2 separate regions of the Triticum aestivum genome follow, and region 1 is linked to region 2. A link is a contact called in public Hi-C data. All regions are on one chromosome and are shown on one strand. The core of a region is the stretch at or near the end of the contact, and the rest is flanking DNA. Distances in the headings are between cores, read along the strand shown.

What was found. A called contact is a pair of places that touch in the nucleus more often than the background predicts.
Region 1: a Hi-C map of leaf shows a contact between it and region 2, with 4 times the contacts expected there. The contact joins the promoter of LOC123122760 here to the enhancer-like site in region 2. A contact is called at or near these places in 2 of 5 Hi-C or Micro-C datasets (both in leaf) and 1 of 1 datasets of contacts at active chromatin or transcription factors (leaf).

What each region holds. Positions count from the first base shown.
Region 1 is chr5D:461,462,462-461,466,354 of IWGSC CS RefSeq v2.1, forward strand. It overlaps LOC123122760 (BTB/POZ domain-containing protein At5g66560), which reads left to right and starts at 2,374. Exons shown (of 4, transcript XM_044543099.1): 1 at 2,374-2,616; 2 at 2,739-2,808; 3 at 2,889-3,893. The coding sequence starts at 2,564.
Region 2 is chr5D:461,350,122-461,353,771 of IWGSC CS RefSeq v2.1, forward strand. No RefSeq gene overlaps it. Among protein-coding and RNA genes, the nearest start is that of LOC123125521, 57 kb to the left of the region's middle. Within about 2 kb of position 1,425, at least 2 of the 8 cell types and tissues checked have an H3K27ac peak or open chromatin away from gene starts, as enhancers often do. A contact at or near this core is called in leaf, where this site is marked.

The DNA of each region.
Region 1 (3,893 bases), core at 1,124-3,623, 110 kb after region 2:
AGGGCCTTCCGGCCCGGTGCCCGGCCAGTCCATGACGCGGCGCAGCCTCCCACAGCCGGGCGAGCTCAAGACCAACCGGATCCGCCCCAAATCCGGCCGGCGGATGCGCAAATCAGGTGGCCGTGGTTGGGTAGCTCGGGGGCACCGAGGGGAAGGGGCTGGGCGAGCGCGTGTCCGAGCTGCACAACTACAATGGCAGCGGCGGCGGCGGCGGCGAGGGAAGAGTGGGGAAGAGTGGAGAAGAATGGATGGCGTGCGGCCGGAGGAAGGGAGGGGGGTGGATAGAAAAAGGCGCCCCTGTGCCACCGACGGGCGGGCCAGGGGAGGACACGCGCAGACGGCCCGCGCATCCGCGTGCTGTCCGTTTCACCCCAAAAGCGGCGCAAATTTGGGCCCGGGATGGGTCGAAAGCGGACAGAAAACGGACAAAAGTCCATTTGCGCCCGCGTGCTGGGCTGTCTGGTTCGTCCGTTTTACCTCAAACGGACGTGCGCGGACAGGATGGGGTCGCACGGTGGAGTTGGCCTTAGTACAGCGGGGCGATTTGCGGGATGAGCTAGAGATGCTGTGAGCTAGGTTAAAAAGAGGTACTATGATTGTGTGGCGTCATCGAGACATGGAGGGAAAGTGTGAAATTCTATTGAAGATGCTCTAGGAATTGAAGGACCGTCTGCGCCCGATGCGCGGGTCCAGGATCTCTTGGACGGCGCTAGGCAGCCTTGAAGGCTGGTCCGAGGGACCGCGGACGCCCATGCGACGTGGAAGTTGAATGCTGGAACTCTTCAATTCTCTTGTCCGGCGGTCGGAGCTTGGCAGCATGCAAACACAGTTACTAAACTCATCTCGTGCCCTCGAGTGCAAGGCCCAGGCTGGCCATGCAGGCCTGGGGTCGGATGTCTCCGGCGGCGGAACCGCTACCGATACCCACGGCGGCTGCCGGCGATCCCCGCCGTCTTCAGTGTCCGCCTTCGCCGTCCCCGGCAGCCACCGGCGGTTCACTAGCTAGCAAGTGCTTGGAGGGAGGGAAGGGGCCCGCCTCGCAGATCTTCCTGGTTTCGCAGTCGGCAAGTGATGACCTCCACCTGTAAACGTCAAGCAGTGAGAGGAGCACGGCCAGAGCTTGCCACTGGCACCACTGTGTGATCTCATCCGTCCGCATAGTGCTCAGCTTGAATGCGCCGTTTCGGCGTGGTGGCCGGCGCTCGTCTCGTCTGACCGACCGGCCGCCGCTTACATACATGGCCTGCAACGCCCCACGCGGCCACGCCGTCGACGCCGACCGTGCCCATGCGTGCTGATGCTGTAGACAGATGAATAAAAGGATAGCGGAAAACGAAAGGAAGAATGGTGATTAGTGGTGGAGAAGAGAGGAGATGGAGCCAGCAGTAAAGCAGAGGACGGATTCAAACAATCCCATCTCCATCCGGCCGACCGAAAGCCAACAATTAGAGAAGGCAGCAAAAAAAACAAAAACAAAAACTTGGCGATGGTGACCACGATGAGTACCTACCGCAAAAGATGTCTGAACAGGCGATGCCATTTGCGATAGCGCTGCAAATTGTCGTGCCAAAACACAACCGCCGAGGGCAAGAGCGTGGCCATCTCATTTTCTCGGCGCCTTTCCCATTTCACGAAGAGAAGAAAAGGGCAGGATTTTCCTCCCCCATTTCCTTTTCACCCGCCTTTGCTTTTGCCCTTTTCTGTTTCTTCCCTGCCAAAATCCAAAGCCTACAATCAATTCTTTTTTAACTTTCTAGCTTAGACCAACAACAAAGTGGGTGGTCTGCCCCAAGGCCAAGGAACTTTCCAGGCCAGGAATTCCAAACCGGCGCAGCCCTCCCGTGAAAAACCCACGATGGCGACGACGCGACGTGATCCGATCCCCATGCTGCCGGTCCATGTCATGGTGCCATGGTGGAGTGGTTAGTTAGCTCACACGCCTCATCCATCCAGCGAACAAGTTAGCACAGTACTAAGCACAAAATAATAAAGATAGGATTTTATTGTGAAAAATAAACTAGGAGGAGGCGGCCATAGCTTTCCATCCGTGTCACCGGCAATAACTCCCTGCCGCGCGCTGCTGACACTGTCACCGGAAGGGAACCGGCTCCTCTACCGTCCAGTGAGCACGGTAGGGATGCTACAGGAGCCTGCCTTTGGGCATCTATCAGCTGTCAGATGTAGTATAAACGGCTCAGATCACTTTGCTACAGTACATAAACAGTGCGCATGCTACAGGACGAGAACAGTGCATCCCGCTACAGTGCAGGGAAACAGTGTTCGGTTACAGTGCACACTGCCGTGCCTTCTGTTTTTACCCTGCCTGGGACACTGTAGCATCCCTGCCGTGCCCACTGCACGGCAGAGGAGCCGGTTCCCACCGGAAGTGGGATGCTCAGGCCGCCTTCCTAAATACGCCTACCCACCACCCTCGGCCTGGCCTCCCTCAATTATACGGGGAGCCAGCCCCGGCCTCAGAGGGTATGTAAATGCGGTCGTCGTCGTCTTCCAAATCACAGCTCGGGACAGCGAGGAGGAGCAGGAGCAGCGGGGGCGGCCTGCCATGTCGTCTTCGTCCATGGCGCGGCACGGCCCGTCGAGGGCCGGCGAGGCGTGGTGAGTCCAGTGTCTCCTCTCCGATTTCCGGTCGGTGCTACGGTGGGTGGAACGGGGAATTGCGTCGGTCGTTTTGTCGGCGGATTCTGATGGATTTTGTTGTTTTCGCCGGGAATCGGCAGGTTCTGCACCACCGGGCTGCCCAGCGACGTCGTCTTCGAGGTGCAGGACATGAGCTTCCACCTCCACAAGGTGGGTTTCTCCTTGATCCCTCGTGTGTCCTTTCTGTGCTCGACGAAATTCCGCTGAGAGGCTAATGTTTGCGCGCGCAGTTCCCGCTCATGTCCAAGAGCCGCAAGATCAGCCGCATGCTTGCCGAGCAGGACGAGCAGCGTCCGCCGGGCCAGCCGCGGCGTCGGCGGCGTGGGAGCTCCGGAGGCAATGCCGAGGAGCATGCTGCTCCTGCTGCGGCGGCGGAAACAGAGATTGAGGAAGCAGAGGAGGAGGACGGGGACGAGGAACAGCAGCAGGTTAGTATGGAGGACGGCAAGTCGTACCGCATCACTTTCCCGGACTTCCCCGGTGGGCCGGGCACCTTCGAGGCGGCGGCCAAGTTCTGCTATGGCGTCCGCGTCGAACTCACGCCCTGGAACGTCGCGCCGCTGCGGTGCGCGGCCGAGTACCTGGAGATGACCGAGGAGCACTCCGAGGACAACCTGGCCGCGCGCGCAGAGGCCTACCTTTCGCAGGCCGTGCTCCGCCACCCCGGCGAGGCCACCAAGGCGCTCAAGTCCTGCGAGGACCTGCTGCCGCACGCCGAGGAGCTCGGCATTGTCGCCCGCTGCGTGGAGGCCATCGCCGCGCGCTCGTCGGCGACGTCGCGCTCCTGGTTCGGCGACCTGGCCGTGCTCGGCCTGCACATGTACAAGCGGGTGATGGCGGCCATGGCCGCGCGCGAGGACGTGAGGACCGAGGCTTTGGAGGGCTGCCTCGTGTCCTACGCCAAGGCCACCCTCCCCGGGCTGTCGAGGTCCATGAGGTGGCGCCGCGCGTCCGCGCCGGTGTCGTCGGAGGTGGAGCAGAGAGACCTCCTGGAGGCGGTGGTCGCCAGCCTCCCGGCGGACAAGGGCTCGGGGAGCGTGGTGACCGCGAAGTTCCTGTTCGCGCTGCTGCGGACGGCGCACATCCTGCGCGCTTCGGACGCGGCGCGCGCCGCGATCGAGCGGAAGGCCGCGACGCAGCTGGAACAGGCAACGGTGGAGGACGTGCTCATCCCGAGCTACTCCGGCGCCGCGGAGACGCTCTACGACGTGGACTGCGTCGAGCGGGTGGTCAGG
Region 2 (3,650 bases), core at 175-2,674:
AATCAAGTTTTTTCTTAACCATCGGTGCATATCTCTAAACTAGTTTTTTTAGACTAAGCATCATCCTTAACACATTTGCATTGTATAAGTCCTTAATGGGCCCGTCTAACGTTAAGGCTAGTGGTCAATCAGTCGGGATATCCATCACTGCGTTGCACCGTTTTAGTTTGGCGAAATTGTTAAACCAACGGACGGGTTACAGGAGGTTCATGGGCTCCTTCCTCTAATTCTTGCCACCCCTGATTTTCAGCGGGTGGGACCCCTCCCTCCCCCTTGAACCAATCACCATCTGCCAAGTCATAATGTCCCTGTAAAACCCACGTAATGATTCATGAATGTAGCATTACTCTTAATTTGGTCGTGGTCTCCGCCCGCCGGATCACATCGGCTTTACGCGCGTTTACGTACCGCCATGCCGCCATTGGTCATTGTTGAGCTTCGGCTGACAAACCTCCGTATCAAACAGCAGAAACGCATCGGACAGACTAGTGAGTACTTTGGTTGCGCACGGTCGCACCGGCCGGATGGTAGCTTCCATTGCCCTTTTCATCAACGACATCAAATCTATGGATTAGACATTTAATATTTACTCCTTTTGAAAAGAAATATAAAAGCATAATGATTTAAACGCTCTTATATTTTTTTATGAAAAAGGAGTGCTCGTTAGCAGCCACTGGCACTGCAGCGTCGTATCGTGAGTCGGTAAAGAGTCTCTTGACTTTATGCCGTACGTACTACGCGCGGGGCAAAGTAGGAGAATATTTTTTTTAACATCAGTACAGACACAAGCGCTCATATACACGCGCATACACTCACCCCTATGAACGCATACACGCACACCCTACCCCTATGAGCACCTCCGAAAGACTGAGCCGGCATATCATCTAGAGATTTATGAAGTCACGGTAGACGCCTCGTTCTCCTCCCACTGAATGCGCATCGCCGGAAATCCTGAAATAAATCTAGGAATAAATGCGAGTACCAGGATTTGAACCCTGGTGGGCTGAGGATACCACAGTCCCTCTAACCATCCAACCACATGTTGATTCGCAATAGGAGAATATTTTAATATATACATACGCGTAGATACATGATGGCGGCGCCCCAGTGCAAAAAACCTAGCAGTAGTACAAGTGTACAACTAACAGCCCGTGCAGCCGAGTAATAACCAATTCCCTGCCCCCAAAGGAATCTTTGTTTTGGCAAATACTCCAGCTAAACAAACCGACGCCGCTGACATGGACGTGACACCAAACATTTCGTGCAATAACACGTCAGAAAAACATTTCGTGCAATGAGACCTTCCTTGCAATCCAAACTTTGTCGAATTATTAGGGCCTTTCCGGACACGAGGGTCGGTCAGATCGGCTTGGTCTGAACCCGAACGGACGCTGCTACGGCACACCGCCGTCACCAGAGATCATGATGGCGCGAGAAAAGGCGCGTCGACCCATATCTCCCCAAAAGCGAGGGATCATGCACGCCACGGTATGGGAAAAGGGAGCAATTACCGTCGCCTTTTCTGCCGTTTCTTTGCTGTCGTCCATGGTCGTGCGGCCAAATCGCACCAACTTTATCGTGTCCCTACGCCCGCCACATGCGTCATCACATAGACCGGCCGCCGTCGTCGCCTTGGCAGGTTCTCTCCGGCGCCGAGAGACAATTTCGCCGTATCTTGCTCCGAATCCAAGCGGATGCTACACGTCTACGACTACAACCAGGGTCGCTCGGGTGACAACTCCGTTAAGCATCTCTAGCAGAGTCGCTAAGAGCAATTCGAATGGACGACCCATTTTATCCGCTGCGTTCGTTTGGGTCGGCACGGACAAAAGCAAAGGCCCAACGCGTCGACTCAAACCCAAATCGCGTCTCTACGCGTCCACGCCGACGCATTTATGACCCAAATTTGCAGCCCAAATGCGACGGCACGGACGCGAAGTGGACCCGCCGCGCGTCCCCTCGGTGTCCGCCGCGGTCTCACTTGGCGGCCACCCAACTACCACCCGTCGTCTAATTTATGACGACCACCGACAGAGGGCTCACTAGTCAGCCAGTGGAAGCATCCTTTTTTAACCCACGCGTGCGGCGGGGGCCGGCCTCATCCACTTCCGTCCACATCTGGCCCCACACCACCCTCTTGTGCTTCCTCGCCGGCGACACCCCCAAACCCTAGCAATGGGCCTCTTCGGCAGCAGCAGCCGCCAGGGCAAGTGCACCCCCGGCGCCTCATCCTCCCGTGCTCCTCCTCCCCTCCTCCGCCGCCGGCGCGCGTCCGCCCAGGTCGTCGGCGTCTGCACATCCCGGTGCACCAAGCGCGGTGGCACTGGGAGCATAGGCAGCCGCTGCCTTACCCCGATGTGACGCTGCTGCACCACTGGCACCTCGATCCGCACCGGATCCCAGCCGGCGGTTCCGCAGACACAACGGGCGCACGATGAGGAGGTGCGCAGGTGCCAGGCGCAGCTCACGCCGGCGCAGCGGCGGATGCACGAGTATGCCGCCGACTCTCCCAACTGGGAGGCCTGGTTTGCCCTCGAACACGAGGAGCAACGGAGGCTAGGCGTCGATGCCAACCCGCAGTTTTCACTGCCGCCCCCGCGGGTAGAGCCGGAGGAAATGGAGGCTGAGGCGGAGTACCAAGCCGCCCTCGAGCAGGCCCTGCAGCACGCGCAAGAGGCTAGCCGGATCGACGAGGACGCGCATTGGGATGGGTTGGAGCAAGCCCTTGCCTTGTCGACGGCGGGGGACTTCGTCCACACCCCGCTCTTCGTCCCGCCTCCACCGCCGCCGCCGCCGTCGTCGAGCCCAAGCCGGATCCGGAGCCAATGCGATAGCGCTCCCCGCCTGCACCCACTTTGTGACGCCCGGATAATTAAGCTACAGTAACCCTCTGCTAATGATGCCACGTCACCTTGATTACTGTTGCTAGTCTTGCGTTAGTTCGAAACCGATTCGAATTCAGATTCAAAATCAAGCAAACAATAAAAGTTTTCAATTACTAAAACTAAAATGTTTGGAGTGTGCCAATTAATGCCTAGCTAATTATGGTGAAGAAACCATGCTTTTACAAAAAAGCCTAAATACTTTAAAATGAATTAAAACAAAAATAATAATAATGAAAAGAACAAAAACAGAAAACAAAACTAACAATAAAACAATAAAAAAGATAAGAACCCTCCCTGGGCCGTTTGGCCACCTGACCACTAGCAGGCCGGCCCACCCACTACCCCGACCTACATACCCCGGTCCAACCCCCCGCAAACCCTAAACACCCCCACTCCTCCCGATCCCCTCGCTCCTCTCTCCCACCACGACCCGATCTGGATCGGGGGCGCTCGCCTCCCCCCGACGTCGGCGCCCACCCCCGGCGTCGCCCCGCCGCTCGATATCGCCGGCACCAACTCGTCATCAACACAGCGTCGCCCCGTCGTCCCCTGCGCCCATCGCTGACGCCGCTCGTCGCTCGTCGTCCCCGTCCCCCACCTCGCACCCCACTGCCCTTGACCCTACGCCCAACGGTGAGGCCCCCGGCCTCTTCCCCTCTGCCCTCCGCCCTCGCACGCCGTTAGCCACGACCACGTGCCGCCGCCACCCCGTACCCACCGTGCGCAGCCACCGCGCCCGTCCGCGCTCACCACGGCCGCGTCGGC